Regions from separate parts of the Sus scrofa genome. Here region 2 is linked to region 1. The links are chromatin contacts, called in public Hi-C maps. All regions are on one chromosome and are shown on one strand. The core of a region is the stretch at or near the end of the contact, and the rest is flanking DNA. Distances in the headings are between cores, read along the strand shown.

Region 1 (5,155 bases), core at 1,984-4,483:
GCAGTTGTGGGGAGAGGACTGGTGTACAGCCGGGGCCACGGAAATCGTTTCTAAAATGGTTTCATACCTGTTGGTACAGAGCCACCATTCCCAACCCCTCCGTGCAACGACCCCTCCACGGCTGCCCCAGATTCTCCAGACCTTGTGATGACAAGCAGATCAAAGAGTGAACGAGCCAGGGGGCTCTTGGACTCTGCTGGAAAGCTAGCACCTGTCATGAATACTCAGCGCCTGGTTGTTAAATACTTGCCTGTGGTGACCAGGGAGAGCGGTCCTTCTGGTTTTCTCTTGAGTCAGTGTGGGAAGGGATATTCTCCCAGGCATTTGCCCACTTCACTAAAGGCTATTGTAATAAAGTGATTCATACTTGTCTTCTCCTTTTCTTTTTCTCAATTTTTGTAGACTCTTGAAGCTCTTCATTCTGGATATTAACTAATTGTGTCCTCTCTCTTTTTTCTTGATCAATTTCACCGCAGAGTTCCCAATACAACTACTGTTTTCATAGAAATAATTTTTGCTTTTGCGGATCCTTTTCATGACTTTCTGCTCTTATCTTTACTCTGTTCTCAACTTTGTTCTTTCTGTTTTCTTTGGTTTGCTTTACTGTTCTTTTTCTAGATTTTCTAGCTTCTCAAAATGGGAATTTTTCTCTTTTTCAACATACGCATTGAAGACCACTAACTCCCCTTTAAGCTATGCTTTAGCTATATCCTACAATTTTTAATATGTAATATTCCATTCTAATTCAGTTAAAAATATTTTATAATTTCTATCCTGCTTTCTTCTTTGAGTCATCTGTTATTTAGAAACATACTTCTTAACTTCCAAACATGTGGGGCTTTTGAAGTCATCTTTTTGTTATCAATCTTTGGCTCATATGTGTGTGATCAGGGGATGTATACATGATTTCAGACTTGAGAAATGTCTTGAGATTTACTGTTTTTGTAAATATTTCACATGTCTTAAAAGGGAGAGTATTCTGCAGTTGTCGCCATGGTGGACTGTGAAAGTCCACTCGTCACTTTCTTTAACTATCCTTATTGAAATGATTTCTGCTTGTCCTACTAATTACAAGGGGATGTATTTTTAAATCTCCCATTATAATCATGGATTTGTCTATTTCTGTGCGTAGTTCTCTTTGTCATGTTTCTTATATTTTTAGACTGTGGTATTTGCATACAAATTCGAAGCTGTTCTTTCTCATCAAATGGTCCATTTTTATTATGAAGTGACTTGCTTTATCTCTAGGGATGTTTTTTCTGATACTAAAGAAACTGCGCCAACCTTCTTTTCATTAGCATTTGCATTATATATATATATACATATATATATATACGTATATTTTAAACCATGCATTTACTTTCACTCGTTCTGCTTGGGGACTGTCTCTTGTAAATTGCATGTAGTAGTTTTATCCAGTCTGATTATCTTTGTATTTTAACCACAACATTCTGTCCACTTGCACTTATTGAATTATAACACACTTGACTTTATATCTGTCATTTATTTGTCTCATCTGTCTTGTGTTTGTCTCTCCACTCTTGCTTGCTTTAGGATTTTCTCATTCTGTTTCCCTCCTCTAGTAATTTGGCTAAATATTTTACACGGCATTTCCATTCTTTGTGTTTGCCCTGGTAAGGACACTTTGCTAGGTGTCCAAGTCCATTTAATATCTATTTATCGAACTCAATCTTATCTCATCCAAGTCTATCTGAGATCCATTTTCATTTTTCTCCTGAAGAATGAAACGATCTTGGAACACTTTAATCCATTCAGCCAAGTTATATGTCATTGTTTTGTGTATTTTGATTCTATTTTTATCCAGAAGACATTGTTATCATGACATACTATCCATGTTCCTTATTGTTCTTTATTCCCTATTGCAGCAGACTTTTGTCTGTGATCATCTTCCTCCTGCCTGAAGTTCCTCCGTTGGAATTTCCTTTAGGGAGGGTCTCCTGGTGGCAAGGTCTTGGTTTTCGTATCTATGAATGTTATGATTACACTTTGTTCTAGAAAGATGTTTTCACTGGGTGCTTAAATTTTGAAATAAAATTTCACTGAATTTCGACGATGATGCTTATTTTCTGTCAGGGCTCTGAATATATCATTCTACCACCTTCCCACTGGCTTCCGCTGCTCCTGATAAAAAGTCAGTGTAAACCTATTTCTTTGTTTCCAGACAGAGGCGTTTTTTCCAGACAGAGGGCAACAGGGGGGCCACGGAAGGTTTCTAAGCACTCGGAGCACTCCGTCAGATCTGCACTTCAGAAAGCACCCTCTGGCACTGTGTGGACACGGGCGGCTCGGAGGGGTGGGCAGTGAGAAGGTTGCCCAGAGAACGGACATGGGGTGTGGAGGGGAGGAGATCAGAGAGGCGGGACTTGGGGTCATTGCAGCAGGAGTTGGGAATCAGAGAGGCAAGGATGACTAGGGTTCCGAGCTAGGATGAACGGTGGCGCCGTAGCGGAAACAGAGGGGAGGTGAGGATAAACGGTTCGTTCGGGACCTCCCGATGCATTCATTCCAGAAACAGTCGAACACCTACTTATGTGCCAAAAGCCAAAAGCATGTGACTGGGGACTCGTGGCTGCGTGGCACCAAATTCCGTCCCACTGTGCACCTTAGATCTGTCGCGGCTGCACCCGTCGCCAAGTATTGCCTCGAAGTAGCCGCCGCGTGGGATCCCGAAGCCTCAGCACAAGCACCGGCAGACCCGCTGACCGACAGAAGAATGGACAAGCGGGCGCCCGCTCAGGACTGGCCAAATCACGCCGCTCAGGAGCCGGTATCTAGAAAGACCACCGTGCGGAGAAGCCCCAACGCATTGGGAAACCTTGGCCGTCCCCGCCCTCCTGCCCCCCAAGGGTCCGTTTCGCGACCCCGCCTGTCGTTTGTGCGAGGTGGGGCACATGGTCTCCCCGCTCTGCCGGTGTCCTCATCTGCCCAACCCGGGCCATGCCGTTTCCGGCCCCTCAGAGTCACCGGGAGGATTTTAGGAAATGCGTCCGGGTAGTAAGAGCTCGGAGCCGAGCAGCGACTGCACCAAATAAGTCCCGCGAGCCCGCAGCTCCAGCGAGCGGCGCGGAGCCCGCAGGTCGGGCGGGGCGGAGCTCCAGTGGGGGCGGGGCGGGGCGGAGCCAGGAAGGAGGGAGGGAGGGAGGGGCGTGACCTGCCCAGCGCGAGCCGAGCCCCCGCCCCGCCCCCGCCCCCGCCCCGCGCGCTCGCTCGCTCGCTCGCGCGCGCCGAGGAAAACGTTGCGCAGGTTCAAAAATGGAACGTCGGCGGCGTGAGGGAGCGCGAGGGGGTGTGCGCGCGTGCGCGTGCGCGTGCGCGCCCGGGCGAGGGTGACGGGGTCCCCGCTGGCCCGAGCATCGCGCGCCGCAGACGCGGCCCCGCAGCTCCGCCCCCGGCCCGGCCCGGCCAGGCCCCGGGCCCGCTCGCCCGCCGCCCCACATGGAGCTGTCAGCCATCGGCGAGCAGGTGTTCGCCGTAGAGAGCATCCGGAAGAAGCGCGTGCGGAAGGTGAGGCTGCCCGGGGGCGGCTCCCAGGACCCCTGTGGGGTCCCCTCTTGTCCTCAGCACTGTCACCTTCAAGCTGGAGGCGACGGCGAAAGTGGGGCAGGGGTGCCCAGGCAGCTCCGCACTGCCGGGCTCCCATCCCCAACCCGTGCCTCAGTTTCCCCCGCTACCTTGTAGGGCTAGTAGTATAAAAGTTGTCACCCCAGGATGCTGGGGGCAGATAAGCTCGCCAGAGCTAGAAATTAGGATCAGACCGTAGGGATCCTGAATGTCATCCTTTCTCATCCTCCCCTCATTCTAAATATAGGGAAACTGAGGCCCAAATGAAGAAACGGCTTGCCTAGTGTGTTCGACGCAGATCGGGGTCTCGAACTCAGGACTCTGGACTCTTGGTGCCAAGTCCTTTGAAGTTGGAGGCGGAGCTTTGGAAAAAGCCGTCTCTTAGTCTCTGAAGTCTAACTGCTGGACTTCGACCTTTTCCGATTCCTTCCACACCCTCACCTCCGAGTCTCTCCCCTCTGCCAGTGCACGCCCCCGTCTTCCCCTCCCCAACTCGCAGCCCCGCCCGGCCAGGCCAGCCGGGCTCCGAGAAGCTGCCTACAGCGCTGGGGCATCCACGAAGCTCCTCCCCCTTCGCCTTCGCCTCCAAAACATACACCCTGCAATTTAAGGAGGCATCTCTTCCGCTGGGTTTGGTCCCTGTGCCTCAGGGCTGGACTTTGGCCGTGCACACGTTTGCAAAGTGATCCGGCCCCAGACTGGAGGCTGGGGACGAAGTGTTTGAGGAAAGTTCCTGTCCCCAGCACGCACCACCATCCTTTTGCCTTATCTCCTCTCCGCAGCCCCTTGGGAAATTCTAGCGGCAGGATAGGAAGAGGTCTTAAAGAGTTCATCTCCTTGTATTTGACCAAGGCACAGACTGAGGCCCGGGCTGGGGAAGTAGCCTGGTCAAGGTCACACAGCAAGTTAGAGATAAAAGTAGAGCCAGGAGCTCCAATTGGCTGATTGCCAACTCATCTTTGGAGAGAAAAAATCCAGTCCTGGCATCTTGGGCTAAGAGTGGCAGTCAAGGTGGGCCGTGACATTCTATTCTTGCCCCAACTGCAACGAGGCGGAGTTCTGTCTTCAAGTCCGGGCTGCCTCTCCTTCTCCCTTCCTCCAGAGTTTCCTCAATTTTAATCTGTTCCACAAAGCTCAGTGCTTTCCACGCAGTGAGGCCAGAGCAGGTACGGCAATTACCTGCTTACTTCTCCACGGCCCCTGGGGGTAATGCCATAGAGTGAGGAGCCTCATGCTTTAAGCCATTCATTCAAAATATATTCATTGAGGATCTGTTGTGTACCAGGCACCATTCTAAGCCCCGAGGAGAGCGCTCCTTCCCTGGAGGAGCTGGCAATCTGGCAGACAAGACACACAATGAAAGAGGAAATAAATATAGATGCTGTCCAACCCGGCTGTGTGCCACACAGAAAGAGAACTGTACGGTGAGAGGGAAGGTATTATGGTATTAGGAGGTGACCTGTCTTGGACCTAACATTCCGTGGTGGAGGGGCCGTCACCCATCGGTTGGGGTCAGACTTTTTTTTCTTTTTGCCATTTCTTGGGCTGCTTCCGCGGCATATGGAGGTTCCCG
Region 2 (5,745 bases), core at 2,994-5,493, 76 kb after region 1:
ACAAATTGCAGTCCATGATATCCCTTGATTTCACCAAGACTTCCCAGGACCCACACCTGGACAGGCTTGAGCCTCGCCCCCTCTCCGCTGGACCTGCTGGGGAGGGGAGTAGGCAGGCAGGGCAAGAGGCTGCAGAACTGGGGCACAGGGGACGTTTGCATCACAGCTGCTGGGGCTGCACAGGCCCAGGGCACATGCCAAGAATTCCAGCAACCCGGAACCTGCCCACAGGCCTTCTGACTCGCTGGCTGCTCAACTCCAGATAAAAAGAACAGAGCAGGGAGAAGTTGGTTTGCTAATGGACACACAATGCAGCTTTTCATCAGGCTGTGTGTGGTTCCTGATTCGGAAAGATGGAGGAGGGTGGGGAGGGCTGAGAATGCGCCCGCTGAGGAGGAGGAGGAAGGTGCTGTGAAGAAGGAGCATCGCAGAGCAAAGGAGTGCAAGCTCAGGAAGCGGAAGTCAAGTGGCCAGAACCTGGAGGTGACCTTAGGGCCAAGAGGGAGGGAGATGGGGCTGAGCCGGCAGCGAGGTTAGAATGCGGCAGGGCTTTTAAGGGGATAATTCAGTGGCCTTAAATACATTCACAGTGTCTGCAACCGTCACCACCAATGTTTTCGTCTTCCCAAACTGAAACTCTGTTCTCATTAAACAGTAACTCTCCATTTCCCCTTCCCTTCCAGTGACAAAACAAAATATGTAGGACAGTTTCCACTTCGTATCTGCAAGTCTTAATTTACAATAATGAGTGCTTTTCTGTTTTTTGATTTGGAAGGCATTAGGATTGCAGAATTAGCTGCCCAATTTGATTGAGCCACCACAGAAAAAAACGCAAACGACAGTCCCAACATTGCACGTTTGGGAGGATTGAGATGTTCTGTCTGTAGCAGTTTTAATTCTTTTAGCCTGAAATTTGGGGCTTATTGCCTTAAGAAAAACAAATCTGTTTCGGGTCTAACTAGATGGACCTCCATAAGCACAGTGAACAAGAATTCACAATGTGACAACTTTAAAGTCTGCTGCTGCTTCTACAAACAGGACTTGGGAATTTTGCAAGCTGCAAGGCTTAAAGACAGTTGTTTGTTAAACGGAACTGAGAGCAATCCTGACCCAGCTGGCACTACTTAATCCGGATGACCCAAGACTATTTTATAACCAGTTTTAATCTACGCATGTTTTATATGTCAGGTTAAGAATTCAAGGATACATAAAACGGGGTTATGTATTACTACCGCTAAGAATATCATGAACACAATAAACCCCAGGTGCTTATGACAGTATTTCAGGTGGAAGCAGCCTTATACACAAAACCAATCCAGTGTCTCTGCTGTGTGGAAATTTATCTGAAAGAAATTTGAGGAATTCCTGAGAAAAAAATTGGGGTCCGTTAAGATTGATAGAAAAGGCCAATTTGTGCAATTCTAAATGTTTGCTTTTAAACACCCAGAATGCACCATTTTCCATGCAAAGAAAAATAGTACCCTTCTGAATAAGCATATCTGATCACACTACATGATTTTGAATGGGGCTAAGTCTTAGGGAACAAACTTGTGGTTGCCAAGGGAGAGGGGGCTGGGGGAGGGATGGAGTGGGAGGTTGGGGTGAGCAGATGGAAGCTGTTAGACACACGGGGGATAGACAGCACCGACCTACTGGACAGCACAGAGAACTGTAGTCAGTGTTCTATGATAAACCTTAATGGAAAAGAACAGTTTTAAAAAGTTCTGCGCACACACACACACACATATATATGTATAATTGAGCACTTTGCTGTAAGCAGAAATTAACACAATATTGTGAATCAACTATACAGCCGTAAAAATGTGTAGAATGAACCTATGTCTGTGGTTAAAAGTTATTTTCTGCTTTACTCATTCCTTCAACAGCATTAATTTGTGAACTAAAGTTTACATTTAGTTCAGCTACATTTATGGCATAAGGTCGAAGGACAGAAGCCTGGGCCTTGTTCACATCTCCCTCGGAGGCGTGGGTGGAGAATGAAGGCCACAGGTCTGGGCCTGGTTCACATTCCACAGCGCCCCGGTGTCATGCAATCCACCCGGCACCTAAGCCCCGGCCGCAGCTCCTTCCTCAGAGGACAAAGTTAGCTGATCAGGAGAACTGCAGTTGCTGCAAGGTGACTCGTCTAATCACCTCTTTGGCGCTGGCATAAGCTGCCTGCTTGAAGTCAGAGAATACAGTCCTTACCCTAAATCATTGCTATTAACCTAAACACCGTGACTGGATAAGGTTTAAAGTAATTCAACTGCCGCCTCGCTTCTGCATCCCTGCTTGTGCATGCGCACCCCTCCCAACCTGCATGTAAGTTTGCCTTTATAAACACGGGCCATTTCATTGTTCAGGGCTTCACACTCCAGCCACTTTTAGGCAGCGTGTGGCTCTGGCCAGTAGTAAAGGCTCCTCATTTGTTTTTTCTTGGTTGGAGTGGCTCTGTTCTTTCACGGCACAAGGTCTCATTTCCAAACCAGTGGCACCAATTTTCCTTAAGTGTAACAGTGCTCAATTTTCAGCAACAATTATATTTATATATATATATATATATTTTTTTTTTTTTTTGTCTTTTTGCTATTTCTTGGGCTGCTCCTGCGGCATATGGAGGTTCCCAGGCTAGGGGTCTAATCGGAGCTGTAGCTGCCAGCCTACACCAGGGCCAGAGCAACGCAGGATCCGAGCGGCGTCTGCAACCTACACCACAGATCATGGCAACGTCACACCAGATCCTTAACTCACTGAGCAAGGCCAGGGATCGAACCCGCAACCTCATGGTTCTTAGTCGGATTCGTTAACCACTGCGCCACGACGGCAACTCCCAACAATTATATTTTTTAAATATGATTTTTTAGAGCATAATATTTTACTCCTATTTATTTTCTCCTTTTTACTCACTCTTTACCAGTTACAATGTTTGAGAATGAAAAGTGAAAGCATTTGTCAAAATTAATGCTGGACAATACCACGCCTGTCCAAGTCTAAAATCTATAAATTAAGATGGTGATCCTACCAAACAAGTTTTGGAATAGATGTAAAATTTCTTCAGGCCCAAGAGCAAGGGTTTTTCACCAGTTCCCTGCTCAGAGTTGTTGAATATGTTAATGTTGGGAAAGAGGAAACAGGGAGAACTGTACCCACTTGGAGAAGCCACCACTAGAAAACAAATCACACAGGTTGATGTCAAATGGAGCCCCACCCCCACCCCCCCAACTGAATGCTGCGAAGAAAATGACAACCAAAAAACACAAGGTGGAGGGGAGCATGGTGAAGGTACCTAGACATTTTTTTTTTAGATCCACACGGCTTTAGCTTATTACGACATTTTACATTATTTTTCAAAGAGGATTTCAAAGCATCCGGGAGACATGCAAATTTTTGGAAAACCCTTCCTGGCAAATTCAGTTTGCAAGGGTCGTTCGGATGTTTGCCAAGGATAACAAAACCGCTTCTCTAGGCTGAGTGTGTTCACGGTGTCAGGTCCTTAGTGCTCTTACTCGGTGTAACCCAGAGGTCTGCGCGCAGAGTCACAAACAAGGGGGCTGTAAGGAAGGGGAGGGGCATTTTCATTGCTCTCGAAAACAACCCGGCTCTAGCTTTTCAGATTTATGAGAACTGTGACTGCATCTTTCACGTGGTATCCTTGCCTTCTTGCCATATTCACAGAATCTCCCCGAGCTTCTAATATTTCAGTTATGGTAAGAACATAAACATAGGTCCTGAGCAGCAATTATGGCACAAAATTGTGTTTTCAAAACCATGGCCCCGGTTTCCCCGTAGTGTGACAGCGCTCGATTTTTAGCAGCATCCTATTCTTAAAGGGTAAGAATGGATTGGAGGTTGGAGTCTTGGTGCGGCCAAATCTGCCCAGCCGGGTCCTTAATTTTCCTTTGATGCCCGCCTCTTCGTGAACCTGCCTTACGACAGCCCAGCCTGGCTCTTGCTGCGGCTCCATCCTTCCGCCAGCAGCGCGGTCTCCGGCTTGGATGCCGGGGGCAGGTCCCCGGCACTCTGGGCTCCGGCTGCCGCCCGAGGAGGGCGATGGTGAGCCGGGGGCGCGCGCAGCGAGCGCCGAGGGCGGCTGGGGGGTCTGCGGCGGGTGCGAGGGCCGAGACGGCCTTCCGCGGCTCTGGAGTGAGCCAGGACCGCAGCGGGTCTCCCATCCCCCTGGCCTCCCCGCGCCCCTCGACGCCCCCACCGCCACCCGGGTAGAGCGGGGCTGGAGCCAAACACCGCCAGGGACCCGGCCGATTGCGCAGCAGCGCCGCGCGCCGGAAATCTCTGAATATTGCATAGATCCTTAATTACCACGGGAGACTTTAGGCCCAACCTTAGCTTCAGCTTTGTAAATGCTCTCGGGATTAGTTTTGTTTGTTGGAAATCCATACCAGTAAAGTGGTGCACTGAGAATATTCCTGATTTGGGGTGTGTGATGGGCAAACAGAAGATGAAAGAATGGCGACTAGAATAATGAAAGCTTGAAAATACCGAGTGTCCTCTGTAAAAAAGCCGGCCTCAGGGGTCGGGGGTAGGGGGCAGGCACCCTCACGGGCTTCTGCGGGGCGCCCTTCAGGGTAAGCGAATCTGGCAAAGGGATCCATGTTCTTTATTTATATGTACATCCAGCTGTTTGGGTCAGAAGAGGCTAGTTGTGCTTCAGGAACAATCCTTAAAATGTCAGTGGCTAAATTAATGAAGTCTTTTCCTTGCTTATGTACATGGTAGGGGGTAGGAGACCCTCTATTCCGTTATCCTCACCAGCCTTCTGGATGGAGGCTGATGCCACGGAGTCTCCACCTGATCACACAGCAACCTGCACACCACTCTCTTTGGCTCTTAAAGCTTCTTGCCTGGAAGTAACTTGTCGCTTATGCTCACATGTCATTGGCCAAAGCAAATCACATGCTCACACCTAGCTTCCAAGGTGAAACCTCACCACTAGCCAAAACATAATAGGAATATTCTAAAGTAGCCCTTAATGGCCATCACATTATCAGTGTCACTGTGCTTAGCTAACTTCTTTTTTTTTGTCTTTTTAGGGCCACACTTGTGGCATATGGAGGAGGTTCCCAGGCCAGGAGTCCAGTCAGAGCTACCGGTGCCGGCCTACACCACAGCCACAGCAACCTCAGATCTGAGCCACATCTGCGACAGCACCACAGCTCATAGTGAGGCCAGGGATCGAACCCATAACACCATGGCTCCTAGTCGAATTTGTTTCCACTGCGCCATGACAGGAACTCCAGCTCACTTCTTTTTTAAATTTATTTTGTTGTTGTGTAGTTGATTTACATCAATTTATTTTGTTGTTTATTTTGGTGATGTGTAGTTGATGTACAATGTTCTGTTCATTTCTACGGTACAGCAAGGTGATTCAGTTATACATATATACGTTCTTTTTCATATTCTCTCTTTTTTTTAATAGATCTTTTTTTCTGTCCGCGCCTGCAGCATGCAGAGGTTCCCAGGCCAGGCATCCAGTCTGCACCGCAGCAGCAACAATACTGGATCCTTAACCCACTAAGCCGCCAGGGAACTACTCATGTTCTTTTCCATTATGATTTATCACAGGACATTGAATATAGTTCTCTGTGCTATAGAGTAAGACCTTGTTTATCCACCCTATGAACAGTTTGCATCTGCTAATCCCAGACTCCCAATCCATCGCTTCCCCCGTCTCCCTCCCCCTTGGCAACCACAAGTCTGTTCTCTATGTCTGCTTCTGTTTCATAGAAA

Evidence for each region. Hi-C and Micro-C count contacts between places; a contact is called where the count stands out from the background.
Region 2: a Hi-C map of liver shows a contact between it and region 1, with 4 times the contacts expected there. The contact joins the enhancer-like site here to the promoter of CBX7 in region 1. A contact is called at or near these places in 7 of 47 Hi-C or Micro-C datasets (blood, embryonic fibroblasts, fetal heart ventricle and 4 more) and 1 of 2 datasets of contacts at active chromatin or transcription factors (alveolar macrophages).

The regions. Positions count from the first base shown.
Region 1 is chr5:9,067,079-9,072,233 of Sscrofa11.1, forward strand. CBX7 (chromobox protein homolog 7) reads left to right here and starts at 3,234. Exons shown (of 6, transcript XM_013997510.2): 1 at 3,234-3,525. The coding sequence starts at 3,457.
Region 2 is chr5:9,141,633-9,147,377 of Sscrofa11.1, forward strand. LOC110260644 (a long non-coding RNA gene) reads left to right here and starts at 186. Exons shown (of 3, transcript XR_002343893.1): 1 at 186-483. Within about 2 kb of position 4,244, at least 45 of the 83 cell types and tissues checked have an H3K27ac peak or open chromatin away from gene starts, as enhancers often do. A contact at or near this core is called in alveolar macrophages, embryonic fibroblasts and liver, where this site is marked.